Regions from separate parts of the Mus musculus genome. Here all the other regions are linked to region 1. The links are chromatin contacts, called in public Hi-C and Micro-C maps. All regions are on one chromosome and are shown on one strand. Each heading gives the region's core, a stretch centred on a gene start, on an enhancer-like site or on the middle of the called end of the contact. The rest is flanking DNA. Distances are from core to core; before and after follow the strand shown.

Region 1 (4,927 bases), core at 1,092-3,591:
GTTAATCACACTAATAAAAACAACAACGAAGAAGCAGAGAGAACCACAGGCTCACTCTTCTTGCTAGCTCATAATCAGAGCTCCAGTACAAGAGCCAGAACTGACAGGCGTCACAAGACAATGGTAACTCTCATTTGCTTAGTGATGGTGGTGGGCAAAGCTTCCCTAAGCTGAGTATAGTCTGCTGAGCTACACCCCAAGGCTTGAAGTTCTTACATTTTTTTAAAAGATTTATTTATTTATTTATTTATTTATTTATTATATGTAACTACACTGTAACTGTCTGTCTTCAGACACATCAGAAGAGGGCATCCAATCCCATTACAGATGGTTGTGAGCTACCATGTGGTTGCTGGGATTTGAAATCAGGACCTCTGGGAGAACAGTCAGTGCTCTTAACCGCTGAGCCATCTCTCCGGCTCTCACTACAGCCCCGCTCACTAGGGTCCGGTTCAAAGTTCTTCAGTGAGACAAACCCAACAAAAATTGATGAAACTGATTAGGAGCTGTTGTCGGGAGAATAAGGAGTTCAGGCCATCCTCAGCTACATGGCTAGTTTGACGTGAGCCCAGGCTAGGTAACAAAACAGAAATTGGGTTAATCTCTCCTCTTGGTGTCTGATCTTTGTTATGGCTTGTCTCTGGTCTTTGCTGGCTAAGGCATTACCTTCCTCTCCAGCCTCCCAGTTGCCCTTAGTAGAAATCAGCTTTAACGGCACTTCAGTCGATTTGGCACACTACCTGCATGCAGCTGGCAAAACCGGTGGACAGAGCACACGGCACACCAACCATAAACTGTACTGCCCAGAGGCAGGAATTTAGCCTAGCCAGATCTCCAGCCTGCTCACTCACCTTCTGGTGACACTTCTGTACATGGTGTACGTATGCCTGATGCTTGTCCTCTGCACGCAGTAGGCGGTTCCTCTGTGCTCAGCTGTCTCCTTAGGGCCTTGCAGTTCTGGTTCCTCTGAAATAGCTTTCTAGAGATTCTAGGTGTGACAGGGACTTTTCCTGGGTCATTTGACTATTTCCATCGGAATTTGTCGGCAAAATGGAACAGAGAATTGAACAGAGTCAGAATCCCAACCCAGCACTAAAAGCTCGTTTAAGTCAGATGAGTACCAGTATCCACTCTACTCCTGCTTGGAAGTGCTAGGATGTGGGAAGTGTATTTGCTGGCCATGGAGAGAGGGAATGGCTGGGGGGTGGGCGTGGGCGGGCGTGCATTTAGCTCTGCGCTAACCTACTGGATACATCTGAGCTCCGTGCTGCAGGGTCTGGCCAGGTGTGGTGGTACAGACCTGACCTACAATGGGAGGTACACCGAGACTCCATCTGACAAACAATAACCTAAAAGTAAAATACATTTAAATTCATAGAAATAGGTACTGCTGGGGGTGTCTGTGGTCACAGCACTAGGGAGGTAGAAGCAGGAAGATCAGAACTTTAAAATCATTCTCGGCTATGTAGGGCACAAAGGTAAAGTCTCACTGTTTAGACCAGGCCAATCTTAACTCACAGAGATCTGCGTGCTTCTGTTTCCCAAGTGCTAAGAATAAAGGCATGAGCCACCATGTCTGGCCCAAATAAATGTATCTTTTAAATATATATGTATCCAGGGAGGGGGAGGCAAAGTGTCCTTGTAATCTGTGAATCATTAACTTTTTATGGTGAGAAAAATGTGTTTTGAATTAACCAGGGGGTCTCGGTTTAGATGACGCCAACATGTGGGGGTGCTGGATCCAAACTCAGGTGGGGAATTTGGGTTGGTCTCAAAGGCAGTGGGGTTCAAGAGGATAGGTCCAAGTCGGGCAGCGGCACCACCCTGGGGCGGTTGGAGTTGGAGGGCCGGAAAGTGTTCAGTTACAACCTGGGGATGCATAGCGGGACAGGGTCCTAAGAAGCTGCGATTGGAGCATGGTGTCACTGGGAAGGGGAAGCAGAACTTTGGGGATCTGGGAGGGGGTGGTGTTGCCAAAGACTGAGTCTGGGAGGTTACCGACCCCTGGTGGCGCCGGAGGGAACCGTACCTCACCAGGCCTTCTCCAGGCGTCGGTCGCGCGGGAACCGTGGGGAACTACAGGGAAGGCGTGGACGCCCCTAGGTCTTGCGCGCGCACTTGCTGCTCTAGGAGACAAGGCACGCTCAGAATCAGCATTCGTATCCACATCTGGACCGCCCTAGCCAGCGGCGGAATCCCACCCGGCCAAATGAATTCTAGGGGTGGCCCCCTGCGCCTCCGCCTGCAGCTGCCTTTGCCTTATAAGGCGGGGCCGGGCGGCGCCGGGGGAGTGGCTGTGGCCGCCCCTGCCCCTCCCGGCCCCGGCCAGCTGCTGGGACCCCGCTAGCCAGCGCAGCGCAACGCAGCCGCAGCGGAGCGGAGGAGCGCACACAGCAGGCCATGGGCAAATCAGGTGAGCCACCCATACGGCCCTCCGGGGAGCGGGGATGACGCCTAGACCCTCGCCGTCACCCTGCCCCATCTGGAGCATGATCCCCTGGGAGCCCCTGGAAAGTCCCTGTCACTCTCGCTGCAATGCGGGATCCCTGGGTGCGGGATGGAGAGCGCGCATAGCAAAGTTCCGAGGAGCGGCTGTTTCTGGTTCAACCAGGGGGTGGGGTGGGTGGCGCGGAGGTAGCGGTAAGAACACCGGCTAGGAGAGAAAGAATGAGGGGAATGAGATGGAGGGTCCCTTTGGCTGCGAGCCAGGGATTGCGTCAGCGAGGGTTTCTAAGCGCTGATGGGGATAGCTGAGCCTGCCTAGGCGTGGCTATGCTTTGTCCAGAGGAAGACAAAGTTACAGTGGGAAAAAGACACCAAACCGTGGCAGCATCCCAGGCTGCGAAGCAACTAGTCTGGTTCCACCCAACTAAAGGCAGCTCTGAGACTCCTTTTCGTCTCCTTCTCGCTCACCTCCTGAGGCCCCTCCGTGCCAGGCTGGGTGCTGTGCAGAGCTACTTCCCCTGTGATCTCTGCCCTGCTGCCGCCCACCCTCACTCCTGTGGCTGTAAAGTTTACGTTTCTGAAAAGCCGTTTTCCTGTCGCTCCTTGTTTTTGTCACCTTCCACCCCATTGTCGGCTCTCTGGCCACTGACAGCACCCCCTCTGCCACACAGCTGCGCTGGCTGGCAGGCAGGCACTCAGGTCCTTTCCCCTCCGTGTCCCGGTCCAGTCTTCACTACTCCCATCATCCAGCCTGAAACCCTTCCCATCCTTCTGTGTTCAACTCCTGTGATAGCAGGGGGTCCCATCCATAATCTCTCCCTCCTCCTTCAGAGGGACAGCCCACACCCTGTGTCATTTGTTGTCACTCCTGCATAGATAAGGGACAGGTGGGCAATAGATCTTCTTGCCTCAGTTTCCTCCCTCGTGGGCATCAAGGCTTCCTATTTATTAGAATATCATCCGTGCCTCATGGGAGGCTCTAAAGCAGAGGCTCTCGACTTTGCTGATGCTACAACCCTTTAATTCAGTCCCTCACCTTCTGGCGACCCGCCTTCCACCATAAAATTACATTGTTGCTACTTCATAACTGTAATTTTGATATTATGATTCGGAATATAAATACTATATGATGTGTGGCCCCCCGGGGGGGGCAGTCACCAACCCCAGGGGGTCGCAGCCCACAGGTTGACAACTACTCAGTGGAGTCAGTGGGCTGTCAGCCTCAGGTGAGGATGGCTGAGTCCCTTCATGGAGCTGTCTATCCTCCAGGACCTAGACTCAAGAGATACATGGGGTGTGTGGTCTTTTGTGACCTGGTCCTAACTTGCTTTTCTTCCAAGTGACATGCCTGGCTTTCGATGCTGGACCTATTGATCATTTGCTATGTGATATTAAGCATATTTTTTCCTTCCTCCGTGCCTCAGTTTACCCATCTGTACAAAGACAGTGTCCCATATGATCCTTTGTAATGGAAAAAATATGCCGTGTAATTAAAAGAGCAAGATGAAAGGTGGGGATGGGGCAAGTGATAGCTACCCTGGGAAAGCCTTATGAGAAATAGCCTACTTGAAAAATTAACTCCTTCCTCTCCAGACTCATGAGTCAGCCTAGGGATTTTCTAAAGCTATGTTTCACTTGATTGATATTTATTGTTACTATTATTACTTTAAGGTTTCACTATGTAACTCTGTCTAGGCTGAAACTCACTAGGGAGACCAAACTGCTTTCAAACTCACAAAGAATCACCTGCCTCTGCTTCTCTGGTGCTGGGATTTAAAGATCACCCCTCCCTGCCCCACCCACTCTAAAGATACATAGTTTCCAGCTCCTGCTCTAAGAGACAATTTTCTAGAACTGCGCATGTGCTGACCTCCTGCTACTGCTCTCCCCCATCTCTCTCTGTGTCTCCTCCCTCTTACCCTCTGTCCTCTCTTCCAAACTGTGGACCGCGTGCAGTGGAGGGACAGCCCGATCTTTAGGAACGTCCATTTGAGTTGTGAAATGAGTAAATGAAACTGATTGGGGAAGAGAGTCAGGAAGAGATGGGAAATGACCCAGGCTCAGGGTCTGCAAGTGAAGGAGGGCTCAGGAAACAGGAAGCACGGGAGAGAGGCCTCAATCTAGAGGCTCACCAAGGAGCCTGAAGAAAATGATCAGATCTAGAGGGTTTGCGGAAGTTCTGAGTTACTGGATATGGGATGCAGGGTGCCACTGAAGAGGACAGGACCAGTGTGCAGCAGAGAGGAGGATCAGAAGGGGGAAGCTAGAGCTAGCAAGTGGAGAGATTGCCTCGATACAGAGGACAGTACTGCAAGCACCTAGGGCTATGCTTCTTAAACTTTGTCTATTTGTGAAAGAAAGCCCCGCCCTGGATTGTTATACAGCTCCAGGTGTATGAGCTTAAACTAGCATAAAATCAAACGTTTAATGATAACAGTTCATACGGAAATTCGTTGTATTACTGTGTGCGTTCTGTGTGTTC
Region 2 (4,927 bases), core at 890-3,389, 290 kb before region 1:
AGCCCAGGCTCTTTCTGAACGCCTTATAGGACTCCTGCCTCGGCCTTGTGAGGATGACATTATAAAGGTGCATCACCGTGCCTGGCTACCTCTGGCTTCTAAATCTGCATCTCTAACTCAGATCTCGTTATTCCCTTGTGCTTTAGGTGCGCATGCCTGGTCTTTCCCAGGGAAGTCCCACTCCCTTCAAACCTGGAAATACATGTCTTACCCTAGTCTTCTGTAGTGCCATCTGCAACTAGCACCACTCTTAATCTTCCAAACACGCCCCAATTGTATCTCTTTCTCACTGCTCCCTTCAATTTGTTCATGTCCTCATTATCTTCTGCCTGGCGGTACAGTACCATTGGCTCTCCACTACCACCTCTGCATATCCACCCACTCAACCTTACACTTAGGACATATTTTATAAACATCCCAAACTAACACTTTACTCAGGCACCATGTATGCATCTGGGACCAGATGAGCTTGAGAGGCAATGCAGCACACAGGAGCAGAATGGATGGCTTGTCTCCAGGATGCTGTGAAGAGGGAGGGTGCTAGATTCACCCTAGAAAGATCCAGGAGGGAAGCTCTTTCCTCCTCCAGCAAGACCTTTTGAACACACACAACCTTCTGAACCAGCCTAATGGATGACATCCAAGTTTCTTGGCCCTGACTGGCAAGGTCTGTTGTCACCACCTCAGACCCTTTCAGGTGCTAAGGAATGAACTGGAGGCTTTTATATGCTGGCAAGTGCTCTATCATGGAGCTACACCCAAAAACCCTTGGTATTTTGAGACAGGGTCTCACTATAGGCCTGGCTGGCCTAGAATTTGGACCAAGCTGGCTTTAAACTGGCAATAATTCTCCTGCCTCTACTTCCCAGGTACTGAAATTACAGGCCAGTGCCACCACTCGGGCTTCCAACACAGACCCTGTCATCTGTACAAGTCTATCATCATTTGTAAGAGCTACTTAAGGATTCACGTGTTTCTCTGATCTGTAGTGTGTCCCGTGTCTCAGAGACAGTATTAGCTACCTTGAGATATTGCATCTTAAGCTCATTAGAGCGATCTCTCAGCAGAAGACCTGGGTTTAATTCTCAACATGGCTGCTCACGACCGCCCGTAATTCTAGTCCCAAGGGCTCTGACCCTCTCTTCCAGCCTCCACAGACACTGTACTCATGTGGTGTACAAATATACACGCAGGCAAACACACCCATACACATAAAATAAAATTAAAGGTTTGTTTTTTAAAAAAGTAATTACTTTCCCTGGGGTCTTTCTACAGGGCAAACTAGCAAAGGGGCAGAGGGAGGATGACGAGAAAGTGGGTGAGAACGCGGACAAAAAGTAGAGGACGAGCGGGGAAGGACAGATGGTATTAGGAAAAGTGGCAGGGTAAAGGGCTGGGGTGGAGGGCTGTTTGAAAAACTACCTACCTCTCTGCTTGGGCTTGGTGATCCCAAGTCCTTAGGTCAGGATCTTTACCTGGGTTGGAGGGGGAAGTATTGATTCTGACCTACGGAATGGTTTTGCTGTTGATGAGCCAGGCTGTAGGTGCTAACTGAGAGGCCTTGTTAAGTTTGTTTGGGAAGGCGTAGGCACCTGCAGACCTTAGCAAAGGGACTCTGGCCCCAGTTGATAAAGGCAGTAAAGGGAAGGAAGAAGAGAGGTCCAGGGCCAATGAAGGATGCGCTCTAGAACCCAGGACAGGCTTCGATCCCCAGGGCAACAGAAATGCCAAGTAGTCTCCAGGGCAACAGAAGTCTTCTCGTCATCTCCGGGCGTGGGTGAGGTTTCCTGAGAGGGCTGCTTTGGATCTAGTTGGGATCAGAGTTGAGTGAGTCTCTCTGTAGGCTGTGCAGACCTAGGAATGGGAGGAACACGGCCCGAGAGGAGCCTGGTTTTGTGAATTTCTGGAAGGTTTCTGTACAGTATGTGAGCCGCGTTCACTGGGAGATGTGGACCTGAGAGGTGACCCAGGGCCGGGCGGTGAGGCTTGAGACAGAGGCTCTAAGGTAGGCAGCGCAGCAGGCTTCAGTTAGAGGCCAATAGAATTGGGTAGGGGCGGGCTTTGCTGAGAGCGGCCAATCGCATGGGGCGCGGGGCGGAGCGTCAGGCGAGCGTCACGCCGCGGCCGCCGCGGGGCCTGGTTAACGCCGGTTCAGCGCAGCCCGGAGTCGCCCAGGCCTGAACTCCTCCCCAGGTCCCGGCCCCGGCCCCGGCCCCGGCCCCAGCCCCGAGCCCGCGAGGACGCCAGAGGCCACCCCCCGGGGGTGGGGAGCGGAGCCGCGGGTCAGCTCTACGAGCGTCCCGTGCTGGCCTGGCCGGCCCCGCCCCCGCCCCGGGCCATGGCCCAGCCCTTGTCCCGGCCCCTCATCCTATCCCAATTTCAGCCTTGGCCTCCGGCCACGCCCTCGCCCCGCTTCCCAAACCTGTCCAGGCCCCGGCCGGTGTCCCAGCGAATGTCCAGGTCCAGGTCCCCGCTTCAACCCCGGTCCCTGCCCCCAGCCTGGCCGCTATCTCCGCCTCGGCCCTTGTTCCACCCCTTGTCACAATTCCCAGCCCAGCATCTGACCCTGTCCCATTCCCCGCGTTTGCTTAAGCCCCTGGCCCAGCCACAGCCCTTGCTTCAATCTCCATCACACCCACTCCTTCCATCACACCTTCTGCCCTTGTTTGAGCCCCGGTGCTCAGTTCAGCGCCACCCAAAAAAAGCCCAGTCTTTGCCCCCATCTCTATGTTTGCCCAAGTCTCTTCCACTGGGTCCCCGCCTCTCTCATACTCTACCCCTCTCCCAGCCTCGACTCAGGTCTGGGCTCCAGCTGCCACCAGCCCTATTGCTGCTGTTGCTGTTTTCTGTCCTTGGTCCAGGGGCTGGTGAGTGGAGAAGCGGAAAGGATTGAGACCGGATGGGGTTCCAGGGAGGGATAGCTTGGAAAGAGTCGGGAGAGGTGGGACTTGGTGAGCTCGGTCACTGGGGGAAGAAATGTGTGTGTGTTGGAGGGGAAGAGCAAGAAGGGGGCTTACACAAGAGATGGATTTGCAGCCTTTAAGAGTGGTGAGGCAGGGACTCTCAGGTAGTTCAGCAGGTTGCTAATAGTCCTCAAGAGATGGAGATCTCCTTTCCCGGTGTCCATCCTGACTCCTTGAGTCTGGCTTACCCTGGGAAGTCTTGGGGACTTTGCTCCTTTTGTTTCCAAAGTTTTATGGAGAGGACATAGTAAAAGCTTTTATTGTAACCTGAGATATGGAGACACTGTAGCCTAAAACTTTGAGATAACAAACACGCATTAAAAGAAAAAAGGGCTGAAAAGCAGTTTTGAAGACAATATGTTGCATTATATAGATGGACATGGGTTATTTACTCTTTCTTCTTGTGCTGGGTCTTTCCCTAAGCAATCATAGCTGGGCTAAGGATAGTTTTTGATACGTTTAAAGCATGACTGAACCTCAGCACAATTCTGCAGATGAGGAAACTGAGGCTCAGGCAGGGAGCAGTTCAAAGTTGTGTTCTACATAGATGGCAATAGTGGAGCTAGAAAAAAAGGTTTCCTAATTCCCGTGACATAGTGGTTGTCTCCCTCCCCTCTTCCTCTGACTACAATACCCGATTGAAGTATTCCTCCATTGACCCAAGGCATAATCTCTTTCATAAACTGTTTCTCACTTGTATCTAGTTCAGGAAGCCCCTTGGCTGGTTAGTAGAGCCGCCCAGCCTCTTAATGGTCAGAATGAGAGAAGCAGAGAGGGGCCTAGCTTAAGGGGCAGAGGTGGTCCCATCAGGAAATGGCTAGTGTTCAAGGTCTTAGCCCCAAGCCACCTTTGCTGAGTGGCTCTGTATCGAGAGATTGTCCCAACTGTCTTTGGCAATAACAGCTAGCTGCAGCTGTGGGTGGCAGGGGTTTTCAATGATCTCAGTGGGTCTGCTCAGTGTACAGCCTGAGATCAGTGCCATCTGAGGGTCGTAGGCCTGCAGAGACGTGTGGGGACTGTGTACTTGTGTGTATAACAGGGACCTGGGAATGGTGCATGTGTGCCATGCATTCACTCTTGCATGTTGGTGAGCTGCATTTGATCTGAATATACGTGAGCTGATAATGTCTTTGGAGTGCATATATTATTGTGTGAGGGGGAGGGGATGCTATATGGCCTACACACTTCTCAGCTTGGCACGCTCCTCTTAGGAACATATCACCAAAATGCTACTTTTAGAAGCAGGTAATTCCTAGGCTTGAAGGAAGCATTAGAGGTGTGTGTGTGTGTGTGTGTGTGTGTGTGTGTGTGTGTGAATGAATGTTCACATCCATGTGTGTGTTTACTTAGGCTAGGGGCTACTTTATTCCCTGGAGACTATCTCTCATTGAACCTGAAGCTCCTATTACGCACCTGTCTTTATTGCACATGCACCGGCATGTATGGTCATGCTAGGCTTCCTCCTCCTCCCTCTTCTTCCTCTTTCTTCTCTTCCTCTTCTCCCTCTTCCTCCTTCTTTCCCTCCTCCTCCTCCTTCAAATGTGGGCATTGGGATTTCAACTCAGGTTTTCATACCTAGATAGCAAATATTCATACCCACTGATTGTCTCCCTAGACCTTGAGATCTTATTCATCATCCACCCAGTCTCCTGGGAGGAAGGACCCAGGATGGGGGGGGGGTAGACATTCGTTGTTGACTACAGTGCAGGATCGACACTTTCCGAAGCAGCTGGCAATTAGCTTTTGGTTTTGATGAGGAGAGTTTGCACACACACACACACGATTTAGGTGAAACACCTTCACGTTATTGTAGAAGGGACATCAGGACAAGCTCATTTAGACTTGGGTAGACATGCTTTCTGGGACATGGTTCTGGTAGGCCCTGTTAAAATTCCAAATCAAAGCATGAGATGGATAGGGCAGTTTTCCAAGGAGCCGCCCTGCCTCCAACTCCTATGTTACCC
Region 3 (4,927 bases), core at 664-3,163, 280 kb after region 1:
GAAAAGGCCTTAATTAATTCACTTGCTAATTAGTCTTTCTCTTCCTTCTTTTGTCAAGCCTTACTTTCAAGACAATACCTTAGGCACTCTAGGGTCTGTATCCTTAGGGATGAGAATGAAGAAAGTAGGTGAAGTTAAGGGCAGCATGAGTCTATAACATATTACAACTGTCCTTACCAAAACAAAACCAAAAAAAAAAAAAAAAAAAAAAACCACACACAAAATTATGTCAGACCCATAGGAAAACTCTATATTGTAGACAGCGCTCAGCTTGAAGAGGCTCACTTCAAACTTACCCTATTTGCTTTGCTTGCCTTTTGGAAGCATCCCAGTCTTTTTCTCTAAGCTATCTGCTCTCCTCCCTCCCCTTCAGCAATCCCTTTATCTCCCTTCCCCCACAATAACTACATACCCTCTCTTTTTCCCCATTCCACAGCTTCTACTGATCTTTCCTCATTGCCTGCTATCCTTCCATTGCTTTCTCCTCTGGAAATAATTATTATCCCCTCGCCTTTTCTAAGATGCACGCAGAGTAAAAGCAACTCGCCTAATCACCCCAAGTAAGAATGGATTCCTCCTGAATTGTAAAGCAGGCAGGAGGGTGAGTTGTCCTAACCCTCCCAACTTCCTTCCCCCTTCTAGGACAGCTGCTCTTCCTCAGAGAATTCTCCAAGTGTGTTAAGTCCAGACCATCTAGAAAAGGCTCGGATGGCCTTCTGTCGCATGCATGCTTTTACCAGGACCAGTTATGTATTTCTGTTCCGGGCATAAACAAAACTCGGGCAATTTCCTGGAAAAAGACACTGTATAAACAGGCCTCCTTCCCTTTCATTCCCGCTGGGCTGGCTTAGCCTATGCAGTAGTGAGAAGGCTGACCTGGAGAGGGCCAAACGGTCCCCGAGTCAAGTTTCCAAAGCTCTACTCCACTACCTCAATAAAACCCTCTCGGAGCACATCCCCCTCCCCGCCCCCGGCAGGAGTCCTGCTCGCTCCAGCTCCCAAAATCGGCTCCCCAGGGCACTAAGCTCCCGAGGCAGCTCCTGTTTCTCCTTCCTACCTGTCCTGGTCAGCTTAGCATAGGTTAGCTACCCTGGTGGGTGTGCCAGGGCGCAGGCCCCAACCCCCTTCTTCCTACCACTCCAGACTCAGGGGCTGGGGACTCTGCCTCCTCCTCCCAGCCCCCTCGGCTGACGGCCCGCGCCAGCTCCAGGGTGGCCCTGGTTCTCAGCCAAGACACGACTCTAGCTGGCTTTGTGACCTTGGGCAAGTCACTTCCCCCGGTAAGCCTCAGTTTCCTCCCCGGCAGAGCCGATTCCTCACGAGGTCCTGCCCTGCCCACCCCGCAGGAAGGGGCTGCCCAGCGGGTGCGAAAACGCTTTGTGAGGCGCTCTGCCCGGCGGAGGAGCAGGGCTCCCGGGGTCTCCCGGGCTGGACAAAGCTGTGGCGGGCAAGGCTCCTCCCTCTCCGCGGGACCCCTTGCCCCGGACTGACCCTCACCCCTCCCCGCACAGCCCGCCCCGCCCCGCCCCGCCTCGCCGGCAGACCCCGTACCTGCTCCGGGCGCTCTGCCGCAGGCACCGACACCCTGCGCCCCGCTCCGAAGAGGCCCGTGGCCCGGAGGGCTAAGGCGGCCGGCGGTGATGGGCTCGGGCCGGGGCGGCGGCGGGGGCGGCGGGGGGCGCGGGCGGCGGGGGGGCCCGAGCTCGGCGGGCCCCGGCCTGGGAGACGACGACCGAGGCTGGAAGTGCGCGGCGGCGGCGGCTGAGGCGGCGGCGGCGGCGGCGACCGCGACCGCGGCGGCGGCGCTTCCGCTCATGGCGGGGCCGCGGGCAGCGGCTCGGACTGCGACTCGACTCCGGCGCGGCGGGCGCTGGCTGGGCCCGGACCGGCGGCGAAGGAGGCTGTGGCGGCGACGGAGGCGGCTCCCGGCGGGCCAGGAGGCGGAGCCGAGCCGCGGCGGCGGCGGCGGCGGAGGGGGCGGGGACGCCGGGGGGCGGGGAGACCGCGCCGCGCCGCCAATGAGCGCTGGGCTCCGGGCCGTGGCTCCCGGGCGGCGTCTAGGGGGATCCTCAGCAGCCGCGGCCCGCCCAAGCGGGGAGGCCCGGGCCAAAGCTCTCGGCATCTGCGCCCCAGCCCGGTGCTGCCCCGCCCCCGGCCCGCCTCCGGGGCGCGGCCGCGGGCCTCGGAGGCCAGGCCGACCGCTGCGCAGGCCCTGCCGCTCTGCTGCCTCGGGCGGTGTCTGCGCTGGGGAGTGTACCCCGGTCCGCCCCGGTTAGCCTCAGCCTGCCGGGCGTTCCTCTGCCTTCCCTGCGCCTGCCTGCCTGCTTGCTTCCTGCCTCTGCCCCCTGCACGTCGGTCCTCCCTCCCGGTTGTCTCCTCAAAGTTTGTGCTTTTGAGACACTTAGGAAAGAAACTCTCTCTTCGCTTCTGAGGCTGATTGGTGATAGATCAGTCTCCGCGGAGCCCTAGAGAACCGCAGAGGCGGAGACGCAAGAGTTGGAGATGAACGAGCGCCCTTCCCTGAGTCCTGGAGACCCATCTTGAATTCCCAGCAGAAGCCAGTCCGACTCAGCGGTGGTCCTCGCCCCTGTCTCCGACTTTCTCTTCCTCTTTCTCACTTTAAATACCCTTGTCGGGAAAGCCCTGACAGGAAGCCGTCCAGGCAACTGGGCCTAATCTCAGAAGAGGAAGAGGCTTCGAAGTGAGGAAACATTCGGAGCTGTACTGAAGGCTTTCCTATTATTTGGGGAAGATTTCTGAGGATTCAAAACACCATCATTCCCCCTCCCCCCGGTCTGCCCTCTTTTCTCAAATGCGATGTTGGCGGCTGAACCGATTATCTTCCCATCATTCTCTGGCTCTCGGCGTTATCCATGGAAGAGCAAAATAAACCCAACCATGTGCTGAGTAGAGTCTCTAAGTACAGGCATGTGGGTAAGGGTGCAGCTAAGCTGCTGGCTAGATTGTTTTAATAAAAATTAGCCTCAGCTTTTTCCCTGCACCATGCAAAGAAAGACTGGGAGGGCAAAGCAGACGATCTTTGGCAACAGACATTTCCAAGTCCGCAGTTGACACTAGATGATGCATTGTCTTTCATCTATCCGGTCATTAGCGGTGCTCAGAAATGAAGCTACGACGATAATAACGATATTGTCCAGGCCTTCAGAGAGCTTGCAATCTCCTTGGAGGTCAGAGAGTCTTAGAAGTTATGGATGATAATTGCATCAGAGAAGATCATTCTTGGTCACTTGAGATATTTGTAGTCAAATTTCTGAGCTACACAGAACCTATCTCAAAAAACAAAAACAAAACAAAACAAAAAAAAACCACACACACACACACACAACAACAACAAACCTTTTAAAGATCTTAAGAGCCGGACGTGGTGGCACACGCCTTTAATCCCAGCACTCAGGAGGCAGAGGCAGGCGGATTTCTGAGTTCGAGGCCAGCCTGGTCTACAAAATGAGCTCCAGGACAGCCAGGGCTATACAGAGAAACCCTGTCTCGAAAAACCAAAATAAAATAAAATAAAATAAAAAAGATCTTAAGGATGAGTAGTTCACCAAGAAGGACAGCTCGGGGAAGCTGTACTGAAACACAGTGAGATTATCTTTGACCAAAGGACCTAAATTTTCCTGCATTTCATCCCTGAGTTTCTTGTCACAGGAGAGTCAGATAATGTATTTTCAGGCCAGGGCCTCCATCCTAATAAGGCCACTGAAGAACATCTGTAAACTACTGTCCAGAGGCATCGTCCCTTTCATGAATCGCAGCCATCTTGAGCATTGTTTACCCTGTTTTTGTTGTTATTGTTGTTTTGTTTGTTTTTCAAAACAGGGTTTCCTCTGTGTAGCCCTGGCTGACCTGGAACTCAGGCTGTAGACCAGGCTGGCCTTGAACTCATCTGTCTGCCTCTGTATCCTGAGTGCTGTGACTTAAAGGCGTGAGCCACCACCACCCAGCCAGGTTAGTCTCTTTTTATCCCCACAGTCAACACCCCAGAGTCATCTCTTACAGCTCCAAGCTAGAGCAAATGTCTTAAGTGACCACCCTAAAGAGAAAGAACAGACTAGCAGTGTAGTCTAGTCAGCCCAAAGAACCCATCAAAGGATGCCTTGAGACCAGGAAGAAATGAGAGAGGGCCCAAAAGCCCTGAGTCATCGCCACACCCCCTAAGACATCATGAAAGCCTGGGCCCTCCTGCCTGCTGTGGCCCACTGGCCATTCTCCATTGGTGATTAGTGAGAGAGACTAAATCTATGGGTGTAGAAAACCCGCAGGTGTAAGAGATCAATAGGGTTGATCACTAAGGAGGTGCTGCAGAGGTCAGAAGGAAGAAAAGATTGTGAGGAGATCAAACTGGGAAGTTGATCTTTTGGTTATTTTGGGGTTTTTTGTTTGTTTGTTTATTTTTGTTTTATTTTTCAGCGCTGAGGACTGAACCCATGACCTTGCGTTTGCTATGCTAGCTCTCTACCACCTAGCTAAACCCCCAACCCCCAAACTGGGGAGTTGAAATGCTGGATATGTACACAGTGCAGCATTATTCATCTGTAAAGAACAACAGAAGCTCACCATGTGCAGCTAAAGAAGTGGATCTGGAAGACATCATGTTGAGACAAGTACTACATGCTCCTCTCACGTGCGAAACGTTTTACAACATAAACCCCATAGGCTGTGGAGATGACAAACCCCACACCCAAAGCACCATTCTCCGAGGACCCATGTGAAAGGACAGAATTGGCTCCAGCAAGTTGTCCTCTGACTTCCACACAGCCTTCATAGCGTGCACTCACGCCACCCCCCAACCTACCCACCCACACAAACACTTAAATGTAATAATTTTGTAATAAAAAATGTAGCCCAGCGGTGGTGGGACAGGCCTTTAATCTCAGCACTTGAGAGGCAGAGGCAGGCAGATTTC

The links. Hi-C and Micro-C count contacts between places; a contact is called where the count stands out from the background.
Region 2: a contact with region 1 is called in a Micro-C map of embryonic stem cells, with 1.9 times the contacts expected there. The contact joins the promoter of Tmem8b here to the promoter of Glipr2 in region 1. A contact is called at or near these places in 1 of 484 Hi-C or Micro-C datasets (embryonic stem cells), 2 of 115 datasets of contacts at active chromatin or transcription factors (both in embryonic stem cells) and 2 of 9 other capture datasets (adipose tissue and liver).
Region 3: a contact with region 1 is called in a Hi-C map of CD8 T cells, with 4 times the contacts expected there. The contact joins the promoter of Rnf38 here to the promoter of Glipr2 in region 1. A contact is called at or near these places in 1 of 39 promoter capture datasets (pre-B cells), 2 of 484 Hi-C or Micro-C datasets (CD8 T cells and LSK cells), 1 of 115 datasets of contacts at active chromatin or transcription factors (memory CD8 T cells) and 1 of 9 other capture datasets (adipose tissue).

What each region holds. Positions count from the first base shown.
Region 1 is chr4:43,955,361-43,960,287 of GRCm38.p6, forward strand. Glipr2 (GLI pathogenesis-related 2) reads left to right here and starts at 2,342. Exons shown (of 5, transcript NM_027450.3): 1 at 2,342-2,413. The coding sequence starts at 2,401. It overlaps Gm30377 (a long non-coding RNA gene), which reads right to left. Exons shown (of 4, transcript XR_881223.2): 2 at 2,030-2,126; 3 at 852-1,023; 4 at 358-573.
Region 2 is chr4:43,667,168-43,672,094 of GRCm38.p6, forward strand. It overlaps Tmem8b (transmembrane protein 8B), which reads left to right and starts at 2,140. Exons shown (of 13, transcript NM_001368840.1): 1 at 2,140-2,867. The coding sequence starts at 2,339. It overlaps Fam221b (family with sequence similarity 221, member B), which reads right to left and starts at 1,692. Exons shown (of 7, transcript NM_175517.3): 1 at 1,427-1,692.
Region 3 is chr4:44,231,992-44,236,918 of GRCm38.p6, forward strand. It overlaps Rnf38 (ring finger protein 38), which reads right to left and starts at 1,914. Exons shown (of 12, transcript NM_001379580.1): 1 at 1,552-1,914. The coding sequence starts at 1,816.